Linked DNA regions of Zea mays: region 2 is linked to region 1. A link is a contact called in public Hi-C data. All regions are on one chromosome and are shown on one strand. The core of a region is the stretch at or near the end of the contact, and the rest is flanking DNA. Distances in the headings are between cores, read along the strand shown. Region 1 holds the start of LOC100381642 (C2H2-like zinc finger protein). Region 2 holds the start of LOC103647263 (Single-stranded nucleic acid binding R3H protein).

The links. A called contact is a pair of places that touch in the nucleus more often than the background predicts.
Region 2: a Hi-C map of bundle sheath shows a contact between it and region 1, with 3 times the contacts expected there. The contact joins the promoter of LOC103647263 here to the promoter of LOC100381642 in region 1. A contact is called at or near these places in 3 of 25 Hi-C or Micro-C datasets (bundle sheath, ear and leaf).

What each region holds. Positions count from the first base shown.
Region 1 is chr2:169,349,407-169,356,271 of Zm-B73-REFERENCE-NAM-5.0, reverse strand. LOC100381642 (C2H2-like zinc finger protein) reads left to right here and starts at 4,013. Exons shown (of 10, transcript NM_001174457.1): 1 at 4,013-4,267; 2 at 4,429-4,582; 3 at 4,741-4,877; 4 at 5,867-5,911; 5 at 6,690-6,743; 6 at 6,854-6,865. The coding sequence starts at 4,435. It overlaps LOC100280107, which reads left to right. Exons shown (of 10, transcript NM_001361022.1): 8 at 1-14; 9 at 430-762; 10 at 854-1,872. The coding sequence ends at 1,567.
Region 2 is chr2:169,729,644-169,736,508 of Zm-B73-REFERENCE-NAM-5.0, reverse strand. It overlaps LOC103647263 (Single-stranded nucleic acid binding R3H protein), which reads left to right and starts at 4,050. Exons shown (of 5, transcript XM_008671815.4): 1 at 4,050-4,568; 2 at 5,116-5,824; 3 at 6,532-6,865. The coding sequence starts at 4,298.

The DNA of each region.
Region 1 (6,865 bases), core at 2,764-5,263:
CTGAAAAAATCATGGTAAGGGTACAACCTTCCTCAGATTCTACTCCTAAACACAGAGCCATAAGCCTTAGGGCCTGTTCGGTTGTTACGGATTGGTGGGTCGGAACGATTCCTAACCGGATTGTTTCTCTAATTTATATAATTTTTGATTAGCTGGAACGATTCCAGGTGCAATCCGATACAAACGAACAAGGCCTTAGTTAACTACAAACACAGATGGTTTCAACTTGCGATAGGTAAGAGAAGATCAGGTGGCAGGGTTCAGAGAAATAAGTGATACAGATTATATGGATTAAAATGTCGGTCACATACTCACATGATAGCACTAAAGTATTGGATCTACTTAACGCTGACGATAAAAAGAAAATAAAAATCACCTAGTGCATCATATAAGCATGGGTGTTCAGCAACTCTTGTTTTGTTTGATCAGGAGGAAATAGACCGGCTGCAAAAGAAACTGAAACAGCTGCAAGGAGAGGAGCGTAATCACGACGAGAGGAGCTTGTCACCTAGACAAATGGCTGCGTCACTGAAGCGAAAGAGTCTATCAGAGCCTAGATATCCAGAGCTGCAGATTCCAGAGAACATTGAACAATTCTCGATGTCGCAAATCGAAAAGGCGACCGACAACTTCCACTCAAGAAATTTCATCGGAGGAGGAGGTTATGGCCCAGTCTACAAGGGAAAAGTGGGCAGCACATCAGTGGCTATTAAGCTGCTGAAGCCTCGTGGTAGACAAGGTTTCTCAGAGTATCAGCAAGAGGTAATTCTTAAAATATATATATTAATAAGAAGTAGAGTTAAAAGGCGTAAATGGCATACCATAATCGCACTGGGGGTGCTCTGATCCTCAGGTGGTGGTGCTGAGCAAATTGGAGCACCCACACATCGTGAGGCTGATTGGCGTGTGCCCGGAGTCGTGCGGCCTGGTGTACGAGCACCTCCCCAACGGCACGCTCAAGGACAGGCTCTCCAAGGGCCTCCTGTGGAAGGACCGCGTCAGGATCCTCGGCGAGCTGCGCTCTGCGCTGGCGTACCTCCACTCCAGGCGGCCCCACGCCATCATCCACGCCGACGTGAAGCTGACCAACATCCTCCTGGACGCCGGCAACGCGAGCCGGCTGGGAGACTTCGGGACGGCGCGGGCGGTGCACGTGAAACCGCTGGAGGAGGAGACCATCGGCCGCCGCACGAACCCGATGGGCACGGCGGGGTACATGGACCCCGTGTTCTTCATGACCGGCGAGCTCACAACGGAGTCGGACGTGTACGCGTTCGGCATGGTGATTCTGCAGATGCTCACGGGGCTGCTGGATCTCAACGTCGCGGAGCAGGCGCGCGAGGCGGTGAAGATGGACGCCGTGCACAGCGTGCTGGACGCGTCCGCCGGGCCCTGGCCGGAGGTGCAGGCCGAGAAGCTCATGAAGCTGGCGCTCAGGTGCTGCAGCCTGGAGAGGAGGCGGCGACCGGCGATCACGTCCGATGCCGAGTGGAGATCGCTCGACATCCTACGGGCTATGGTAAACCCAGCTAGTAAATCCTGGAAATGGAATTCCCATGCCAGCTGAATTTACTGTATGTATGCACCTCCCAGTACATGCCTTGCTGTAGCCTGCAGATGCCATGAAACACAGTAGGGGTAGCTAGTGATTCTTCTTGTGATTAGATATAGATAAGCAAAAATCTAAGAATTGATGTGCATTACTAGAATATAAGTATTCAGGGGTAGTACAGTAGAGAAACAAGAGATGGAGCAGACAGAAATCATGCTACATATGAAGCAGCAATTGGTTAGCCAAGATGATGATGGTGCACGGTTATTTTTTGGGAAATCTGCACCTACTCATGTTCAGTGTCCCTTGCAGGATGCAGAAATATTATGTGTATATTGGTAGACGGTAATATAAATCTGACTATGCACGTTTTGTTCAAGATTTATTACACGAAACGGTACTGCTGATGCATGTTCCTTGAATTAATGGTGTGAGAAAGAAGTGTCAATCATCAGCGAAGAGTTTTTTTTTTTCAAAAGAAAAAAACTGTGAAAATGGACAAGGTGAGGTGGATGAACTGGTATTCTCTAAAAAATTCTTGCAATAATTAAATCTTAAAAACAAGCTCAACCTCACTCCAATGACTAAAGTGTTCACAAAGAGCCTAGTATACCAATTCAAACCTTATACATGGCAATACTTGATGTAAATATTCAAAGTAAATTGCTTAAATGTAATAGCAGAAAGTAAAGCAAGGGTTCATAAGACATCTTAAGTTTTTGTTGAGGTATTAAAGAGTCAACATTCTTCACTAGTTCTCGTTGCAGTATCCGCGCAAGGTATCGTTCTCACTTAGTTCGTGCAACACTCAAGTTGGGGTCACCCACAAATTCTTCGGGTGATGACTGCACTTCAATCACCACTAAGCTATCTAAATGATGTCGATCATCAAGAGTAACGAGCACTAGATTTTCACTTGACCAAGACAAAGCTAATGTGTGTGGTGGATGCACACAATTCTCTCTCTATTCACTAATAAGATTGCTGCCGTAAGATTAGCACTTCTCAAATCTCCTCACGATGCGAAGGGTCTTCCTTTCTCTTAAAAGGCTACTTATTCTATTAGAAGGGACAAATGCCTCATAATGTTGATATGAAGGGTATAAATAGCTCTAAAAAGTCAAACTAGCTTTGGAACACCACTCATGATTTCCGTGGCACCAGACATGTCCGATGCCAACATTCCCTTTGCATCAGACAAATTGATGCCTCTCTAACAACTAGTTCTAAAACTAGTCGTTACTATGTCTAGTATACAGTGCCACAACACCGATGCAACACGAACATGTATGGCGAGTGCAACACAAATATAGACACGTTAAACATGCTCTCTGAGTATCATGTCCAGTGCCACATTGGGTGATACACTAGACATGTCAGGTGAATACTTGGGGTCAAATACACAGTTTACATGGCCTCTGGGTGTTCTATCATGTGCATCACTGGACACACTGATGACTTTATATGTGCAAAAGGATTGATTGCAAGCACTTTAGGTGCTATGTTTGGTGTCATATATCAGGTGCACACCAGACACTTTGGCGAGTTTTAGATTCAGTACGGAGCACATTTTCTATCTGGTGTTGTATTCGTTGAAATTGTCCAATTTGTGTGCTTTTCATCTATTTTTTGATTTGATTTCTCCTCTAAACGTCGTATTGGCTATCTTGGGTTATCTAACACTAGTTTTCACAAATGTGCACTACTACACCTATCTAGACTTGATTAGATCAGGTTATCCATCTCATGCCCCCTCTTTATAGTACAATTAAAAGAAAATAAATGTCTAACATCTTCATTATCACTTAAAACTAGTTGATCTTTGACCTTTTCAATTATTATTTTTAAAACCGTTCATTGACTTTGATCAACAAAGACATTAAAATCTTTTAAACCCATTTATCATATATTATTATTATTATTATTTAATTTATCGTATAGCTGCAAAACACACATTGGTTAACATAATCTTATGATATTAATTACTAAAACCAAACGGCCTTTAGATGCTTTCAGCAGACACATATTCCAGATTTCAGCCAAAAAAAGCAGCAGTAAATTTGGAATCAAGTTTCATCAGCTAAGTACCATTAAATCAGTGGCAATTCAATCCATGGATTGAGGGAGCAGGAAGAGGACTGTAGAACAGAAATATATATAAACCTTTGGAGCACCTCAGTGCATGAGCCATGGCAAGGCGGCGCGCATGCAGCAGAACCAAGCGAAGCATGGTGAGGCAGCTGCCACACATCCGAAAAGGGCGTAGCGCCAGCGACGTGAGCCGAGTGGAGATCAGATGCAATTAACCGCGGCTGGAGATCGATGAGGGGGAAGGATTAGTGTTGGTGCGCGGCGAGGGATTTCGTCGAACACTTTGGCAGCGGGGCACGCGGCCTGCCGCAGATCTTGCTGGTCACTGTTCCCGCGATCGACTGGAAAGGTGTGCTAGTACATTTTGTGGGCCTATGTGGTCTGTTGAAAGAGAGGGGAGGAGACAACACAACCCTCGCCCCTCGTCTTCATTCGCTCGTCCGATCAGGAAGGACGGTGGATGAAAAAGCGCCCTGCACGCCTGAACAATCGGCATTATTGTTCACTATCTCCTTTTGTTTTCCCTCTCCCGTTCATCTCTCTCCTCTTTGGCCTTCCTTTCCTTGCGACGACGACTGGGACGAGCGCCCCCCGCGCTTCTGCAGGCGAGCACCCCGCCACCAGGTACGCCCGCCCCCCTTCTCTCCCTTTCCCCCTGTGCGAAAAACCGAGCGCTCCAAGCCCTGATGTAAATTTGGATCTGGATCAGTTATTACAAGTGTATACGTGATGCCTACAGTAACTTTGACAGATTGATTTTTTTTTTACCGCACCCCTGTGTGCAGTCGGAGATGAACGCGTCCAGGAAATCCAGCCATCTCTCCAGCAAGGACAGTGCAGAGACCGCGAGGGATATCATCACCACGTCCGGCCAAATCCAACCCCTCAAAATCCCGGACGCTGTTGCTGCGCTCGCACAGGCTGCTGCAAAGGCAAATGGTGAGACCGAGAAATGTATGTCTTTTCAGAAATCTGGTATTCGTTTCAGTTGTGATGATATAGGCAGGCAGCTCCAGTAGGTGTTGTTGGATAGGCAGAAGAAATTCCCCTTCTCAGCAATCTAAACCTGTATGCTTCTTTTCCCTTTTGATCTCCAGATCTTCCAGGGTGGCCGTTGTTCTCGCCTCCTAAGGTGCAGTTGGACAAGTGTACCAAGTGCTCCAGAGAATTCTGTTCTGCAATCAACTTCCGGAGGCACACACGTGTTCATCGTAGATCCCTCAAGATAGATAGGGTATGTGATTTGTGCTTGTCTTTTTCCTTCCAATTCTGTACCAACTTGCTTGCCATAGTAGTTAGACAGATGGGGGAAGTATGGTGAGGCAGGTGAGCTGCATGTCTTTCTAAATTAACAAGGTAGGAAGTCGGCCTTGAGCTTTTGAGCCTGTGACCTTGGTCATCACACCAAACTGCTTCAACAGCACATACCTGGTTTTTGCGATGACGTGGGTATTTATATTTTCATAACGCATGATCCATTTAACAAGTCATCAAGTTGTGAATTGGCTTGCTTCCCGAGTCAAAATTTTTATCGTTGTTCATTTCCTTTTCTAATGTTGCTGAAAGACTAGCTGAACCATAATTTCTATGGATTCTTATGGGTCGCTGGTCGTAGTTTCTATTTTTATGATAAGTACCCTTGTAAGAATTATGGCTTGTATGAGTCTTCTTCCACCTTTCCTTCTATACAATGATACCCTGCTCTCCTGCTAATTCAAGGGGAAGAAAAAGACTAGCTGATTTACCTTTACCTATCTGTGTGAAGAACATTTTTTTTGTTCGTTCGAGACACATCACTAGTTGGATAACCCGCGTCTATGATGATGCCACATCAGATATTACCCACGTCTATGATGAGGCCACATCAGATATAACCTGACCATTCAAAATGAGACTTTTCACTTTTAGTATATGAAATTTGGGATATCCAGAACTCAGCTGTCTGATAATATATAGAAAGTTTGTACAACAATCTAACAGTAATCACAAAATTGCTAATTAATATCTTGAATTATTGAAAGCCTTCAGTCCCTGTATAACATTAATCTTTTTCCCAGTTATACTAGTTTTAACATCTTTATACAACTATAATCGGTGGTAAAGTGTTTGTTGACTGTTGTCATACTGAACTTCATTTATTTTACATAGTCATTTTTCCCTATGAATCTGCTTCTCTGTCACATTGTCATACGTTGGCATGCCATATTTGTTCATGCTCTGCAGGATTTTCCAAAGAATAGAGACCTTCTCGCTGCATTCTGGAATAAAGTAAGTTATGTTCAACAAATTGCTTCTTACTCTGCCAATTTCCTGAACTTGCTTTAACCGTGATCACGTATTTATGTAGTATTTGAAGTAACTTGCTTACAGGTTATCGATTTGTTATTCTTTTTTTTAAACTACACAGCAGAGTTGTGTGTCATTTCATTAAGGTAGGAAAAGATAGTACAACAGACTGTGGAAAGGCCCAACACAGAAAACTAAAAACACCACTAGAGCCACAAAACAGTGAAGGAACTAGACCAAAAGATCACCAGCGCCTAAGCTGCTGTGATCAATGACCTTATCCAACAGAACATTCGCCACTGGGATCAACGACCTCAATAGGAACTCGATGAGGCTTGACGCACCCGCTGCGCACCATAAACCACACTCATTCCTAATGGTTTGAAGTAAGACAAGAATGCTAGGTTGAGCCCCCTCAAAAACACAAGAGTTCTTGTGCTTCCAAACCTCCCAAGACACACGAAGGTTGTAGATTTGTTATTAAGTTTTTAAAGGAAACTGTACATGTTATTTCTTTGTTACATTTCATGTAAAAGGATATGTATGGGTTTCTACAACTTTTGGTCTGGTTTTTGTGAATTATCTTTACATCGTGATTCGTGAAGTATATCTAGATTAGTGCATTATCTTGTTTATTTAAGTATCCCTTTATACATTACAAATTACAATTTGGTTTTGTTTTGCGCCTAGGCTTTGTTTTTGTTGTTGTTGTATGTGCTGAAAAAATGCTCATAGCTTGGAATGTTTTTGTTCTCTTTAGCTCACTGTGGATGATGCCAGCAAAATTTTGTCCTTGACAGGTGTTGTTATTGAGGCAAGTATTGTACTACTAGATTGTTGATTTGAATTTTCCAGATAACATGCAACATATTTGAACCTGTTTCCATTTCAAATCAGTAACTGGGAATGTAAATACATTTTCAGGGTGTAACTGGT
Region 2 (6,865 bases), core at 2,801-5,300, 380 kb before region 1:
TTTATTTAAATAAACTGGGTTTTTATAAAAATAAATCGAATACAAATAAACCTTTGGAAATTAATTAACAAACAAAAGTCATGCTCTAAAAATAAATGCATTAACCGTTGATTAAAGTTTTATATTACTCAAAGGCTAATTTTTTCACAACATTATTTTCTTTTAAAAAAAACTCTCTACTCTAATGGATTTAACAACCAAAATTGATTTGCTTTTAACCAATGGAAAAAATAGAAAAGAAGATGATAAAGAGAGGGTAACACCTGAATTTGGTGAATATTCGAAAAGAAATTTTATACCCCCAAATTCAGGGTGTTACACCCTGTCACCCACTAAAACAAAACGGCCGAGTAAAACAACCCGAAAGACGACGCAACAAGCATCGCCTGTTCATCCTGTTATGCCAGGATGCTTCCCACCACCTACTCATCATCGATGTATTGTCCTGTTCAAATATGGAATGGTACGATGTTGAACCCATGGTACATGCGTACTCCCTTTGTCTATTCAGGCTGGGGGGCATCTCCATTCTAATCCTTTTTGATCCATTGATGAAATGATCACGGTCGAGAAAGATGCAGTCTTAAACGATATTTACGCATTGGGGCTCTATTGAATGATCGCCATATTGGATCGAAAAAGCCGGTGGCTTGCATTAGGCTTAGTTCATATGCTTTTGGTTCGTCAACCTCCACCAAAAGGCAGGGGGCATATGTTGAGCACCAGAAACGACCGCGCGGACGGTCCGCGTGTGCGCAGAGTCAGTTAGGGTTTCGAGTTTCTCACGGGATTTGTTACCTAAAACCACAGGATTAGCTCGGGAAACAACTTGTAGCGGATCCAGACCCCCCTTTATATAGATGAAGGGCTACGACTGATTGAACCCCCACAATCGATCAAATCAATTCTATTTCTCGTTTTACTTATGCATTAGGAGTAGTTCTAGTTTAGCTCTAGATTAGTTTTCCGTACCCCAAATTCTTCGTTTCTCTTCGGCTCTACGTCGATTAGAGGTGTCTAGGGTGGTCTGCCGACCCTAGACGAAGCCTAGGATCTCTCCTCCCCGACGGGGTCCCTCTCGGGAGCGAGATTCAGGCGTCGCCGGCGAACTCCGGTGCCCCTACGCACGCGCGGGCCGTCCGGCCTCTAGGCACGGACCGTCCGGCAGGGAACCCGAGCCCTGCACCAGGTCGCGGACTATCCGACCCCTGGCTGCGGACCGTCCGCACCTGTGCAGAGAGCACTGCAACATGTTCTCAACACAGTGGCACCAATACTCTCGTCCGCCACAACTGCTCACGATACATGTTTTCCATCATATGTCCACCAATCAAACCTAATTAATCTAAACCCTAAAGAACCACAGGAAGCAATATATATATATATATATATATATATATATATATATATATATATATATATATATATATATATATATATAGGGCAGGTATAACGGGAGCCCTGGGCTTCCAATAGTTAAAAGAAGCCCAGGCCGACCACCCTGCAACATGGTTGAACACAACGCGCCGACTCAACCAGGCTGTTGGGTGCGCCACCCGCCCCATACGCGCAAAAAAAGAATGAATGCATGAGTCAAACACGTTCCTTGCATGCGCGTAAATTTAGGAAAGATATGTGTGGCGATTTCTATTTTTAAATGCTTTATTTACTCCATAATTTTAAGTTCGCTGTAACAGCCATGCAGCTAGACTCGTAAGGACTATTTTATGACATATACTGATACTAAATATGCTACATTGTGTAGATAATTATGCAATTAGGTATACTGCATAAAAATCTATTACCAATTGCATGCGCACGAATTTATGATGGAAAGAATGTGCAATGAAAGGAAATGAATTGCACGCATAAAAATAAAAAAATATATTTAATGTTTTATTTCCTTCATAAATATAGGATACCTTCAACAGCCATGCAGCTAAACACATTATAACTAGTTTATCATATATACTGATACAAATTATACTACACGGTGTAGGTATTTATGCAATTCGATACACTGCGTAAAAAATCTGGCATGTTGTTCACTGGTGGACGTATCTCCGGGTTGGAGCGTAAAAAGTTTAAGTTTTAAGCATAAAATTCCTCAATTATAAGCGTAAATACCGAGCCAATGTGAGAGGTTGATAGCTCTAGTAGGTTGTTATTATGATCCTATTTTTATGGCAGATCCGAAAAACATGGCAGCCGCATGCATGCGGTTTATATTTTTATACAGATCCAAAAATTATGGCAAAATGCATGCATGAGCCAAGCATGTTTCCTTGCATGCGCATAAATTTAGGAAAGATATGTGTGTCGGTTTCTATTTTAAATTCTTTATTTCCTCCAAAAATTTAGGATCGCTGCAACAGCCATGCAGCTAGACTCGCAATGACCATTTTATGATATATACTTATACTAAATATGCTACACTGTGTAGATAATTATGCAATTCGGTATACTGCGTAAAAATCTGTTACCAGCTGCATGCACATGAATTTATGATGAAAAGAATATGCAATGAAAGGAAATGAATTGCATTCATAGAAACAAAAAATCGCATTTAATGTTTTATTTCCTTCATAAATATAGGATCTCTCTAACATCTATGCAGCTAAACGCATTAGAACTAGTTTATGATATATACTGAAACAAATTATATTACACTGTAGGTATTTATGTAATTCCTTACACTGCGTAAAAAATCTGGCATGTTATTCACTGGTGGACAAATCTCTGGGTGGAGCGTAAAAACCTTAAGTTTTGAGTATAAAATCCCTCAATTATAAGCGTAAATACCGAGTCAATTTGAGAGGTTGATAGCTCTAGTAGGTTGTTATTACGATCCTATTTTTATATCAGATCCGAAAAACATGGCAGCCGCATGCATGCGGTTTCTATTTTTATACAAATCCAAAAATTATGGCAAAAATCGTGGGAGTTTCCATTGCATGCGCGCAAATTACGAACAACATAAATTAAGGAATTGTCTTTCCAATGTGCATGCAGTAAACTGATATACGAACTCCGTGTTCAAGCATAAAATCGTACAATTTTTAGCATAAATAATACATGTGATAGGCATAAAACACAATAATCGAAAAGAAACTGCGCCGGATCGGAAGATGTCACGCACGATCATCGCTGCGCGCATCTCATGCCTTCCGTGACGCCGCTCGCTCGAACATCGCGTCTCATGAGTCGTCGTCGCTACTCGCACGTTGACGGGCGTCGCTTGCTCGCCGGCTTTGGAAGTGCCGCCTCCTCGAGGCCTCGGGGACGCCGCCGTTTGCCCGCACAAGGGCACCGCTGTCGCTCGCCCTCTGGATCGGGGAGCCGCCGCCACCGACCTGGGAACCGCCGCCACTACTCCAGATCGAGGAACCTCCGCCACCGCGCGTCGAGGTCATGGAGTTGCGGCCACCGGCTGGGGGTCCACCGCCGCGCACGCTCTAGGGCAACCGTCGTCGTCGCACGCGGCGTCGCTAATGAATCAGGGTGGAGCGTAAAAAACTGAACCCTACCACTCCCGATCCTGTTTTATAGACGTCTGGATGTGGTCCGGCTCGACCGGATTGCACCGTCCGACCTGGACTTCCTCTAGTTATTGGAAGCCCAGAGCTCTTAATATATATATATATATATAATAAATAAATCAGTGAGACACCATACATTGCTCTTCAAGTTGTATAGACCGAAACGAAGCTTTCAGACTCGAAAACGAAGATTGGAGTCCGTTGGGAGATATGGAAAACGAAGGAAATGAGGAAGAAGAAGAATGGTCGGGAGTAGCTCTCGCCCAGGGAAGTAGGGGATTTATTAAGGCTGCCTAGCTCGGCTCTAAGATCTGTGACGTCGAGCTAGATCATGTCAGCCGCTAGCGTGTCCCTTTGTTCGATGCATGGCTTATGATGCCGATATGTGTTATCTCCACGATATGGTCTATGATATCGAGCAAATAGTCAAAAACACTATTAAGTCGTTCAGGGGGCAAACATGATTTTTCCCCGAAAAAAGAGCTAAAAAATCGGCCTCATCAGCGCACATGGTAATACCGCAAGGGCAACATCGTAACTTCACTGCACACCCTATCCTCCCTCGCCTTCGCCTAGATTCCTATCTCCACCGCGTTCGGGTTCCTCCCAACACCTGCACCGCAGAACCAAACCCTAGCTGCGCTTCCTCCTCCAGATCCCGGCGCCCCGGCCCCATGGCCGCCCTCGTTTCTAGCTCCAGCTTCTCCGCCCGCCGTCCCTCCGCTCTCTAGCTCCGGATCGCACGCGCACGTAAAGACATGGAGCCCGCAGCCGAGGACGCCGCAGCCGCTGCGCCGGACTCGTGGGAGACGGCCGACATAGACGGGCCCATGAGTCGGCTCATCCTCTCCGCGCGACGCGTGTCCTCTTCGCCGGACTTCGCTGACGACCAGGACCCGCCCCAGCCGCCGCCCACACTGCAGCCGCAGGGCGCGCCTTCGGCTCCCTCAGATGCGCGCGAGGATGTGGTAGCCCAGGTCGATCAGTTCCTACGAGAGGCCCTCGAGAAGCCAAGGGAGAGGCTTTCTGGTAAAATTAACGCCTCCTCCGCAGTTAGTTTACCATTCCATTTGTTTGTTATGCGTTAACTTGATTGGGCGACAAAAATGTTAGCTTAGAATTCGTGCAGAGTGTTCCTTGCTTGTTTTGAGATGTGCGCAGGCGGCTAGCTGCTTTATTCATAGGGTACATGTATTCTTGGTCTTAATTATATACTGTGTGCTATCTTTATGTACTTCATCCCTTATGGCTTGCCACTATAGTGAGGTATCTGGAAAATGTGACTGGTGTTTTCCATACAGTTTATGTCCTTTTCACCTGTGCAAACATGCTGGTCCCATGGGATAAGAGATTTTGTACAGCCATCAGATAGTAAAATCCCGTTCCGAAAATTATGAATTGCAAGTGTTTGTTCCAAGCAGCTTGTGCATCTGATGGTCGCGTGGTTCTACTATTTAACCCAATTATCACCAACTGGAACTTTACATTTTGACTGTTCCATTGCCTAATGCTTTAATATTAATCGACAAAATACGCCTAGTCCTTGTATTTGACCCCAGTCTATTCCTTTCTGCAGTGCTAAGAATGGAGCAAGAAATTTTGAAGTTCATTCATGACCCTAGTCGTACAGAGTATGAATTCAATGGCCTTCCAACTTCGTATCTGCGTCTTGCTGCACATCGCCTGGCGCAGCATTACTTCCTGCAGTCCATTGCCATACCAGACAACAGTTTGCCTGATGGAACTGGTTCACGTATCATCCTCCGTAAGACAACATTCGACTGCCGACTGCCTGCTGTCCGCCTTGCAGATATTCCAGTTAACCTGCCACAAGAAGACATCTCTGTGGCGAAAGTAGCTATTAAACAGAGGCCTCAAAAGAATTTACATGGCATGAACAGCTCAAGTGCTCACTCTTCTAGAGACAACCTCCAAAAAAGCGTCGAAGAAAGAAAAGAGGAATACAACAAGGCACGAGCGCGGATATTTAACAACAGCAATAGCAGTACTGCTACTGATGAGAGATCAGCTGAGGAAGTGACTTTACCCAGTACTCTTCACAGGTCCACTTCCTTGGAGTTGAACTCAAGCAATAGAATAGGTCAAGGGGCTGAAATTACTCTTGAGAGGAGCTTGACTACCACTTCAGCTAGCAGCAGGTCAAATAGAAGCAAGATTGATAAGGAGCCTGCAGTCAATAGAAACAAGCAGAACAATAGGGTTGCAATTTTCAGAGATCGTGAGTCAGAGCGCAAGGATCCTGATTATGACAGAAGCTATGACAGGTCAGTTTCTTTTGTCGTAACACATCTCTTTGATGCTAAACTCTTAGCACACCGTAGACAGGAAATCTTTTATGGCTATTTTTACCATGCTTCTGCTCCGTAGTTTCTTATGCATTGTATGAAGTTCTTCATTTGACTATCGTCCAAAACTTTCAAGTCAACTGAAAAATATCAGTTTGATTGCTAATGATGGGATCCTAGTGAAGCATGGCAATAAGAGGATTCTTTCTTTTTATAGTAAACACTAAATCTTGTGATGTACTCCCTCCGTTCCTAAGTCTCCAGCGTATTAGTCATCTGCACAGTGACCAAGGAGCGGCAAAGGAGCGCCGATATGCTTTTACTCGCAGTCTTTTTAACCATGCACTTTCGAATAAATCTGCATGCATGCATGCATGCTCGAGAAACTAAAAATACGGAAGGACCAGCAAAGGAGTGTATTAGCCATCTGCTGATATGCATGCATGCTCGAGAAACTAAAAAGACGGAAGTACCACCTAATACGATGGAGATTTTTGAATAAATCCAATTTGCTTATACGATGGAGACTTAGGAACGGAGGGAGTACTTATTTTCTATGCAGTTGGTTAAGCTAGTTCAGAACTTCAGGTTAAATCATTAAATGATGTTTTTTTGTGTTCTTGTTCAATGTGGTAGACATACTTGATCAGTAGAAATTATTTACTGGCCATGAGTGACTTGTACAGGTATATGCAAAGATTTGATCCTGGATTTGGATTTAGTGGAGGCCCATACACAATTCAACCCCTCTATGCCCCTGCTGTTAACTACAACACCGAATTCCCCCAGCTTGGGTCAGCACACCGATCACCTGTTGCTGTCGAACAGCAACCTCGTCCAATAGCTCAGCACATGCCTGCATCATGGTCAGTGGCTCAAGCATCTAATGCAATTGGCTATGGGCCAGATGGTGTCATGGGACCTTACAGCCCTGGTGCACCTGTGAGATCGTCTGTTTTCATGCATGCTTCACAGCAATATGCTATACCTTCTCGCCCTGGAGTCCCATTTGCACATCCA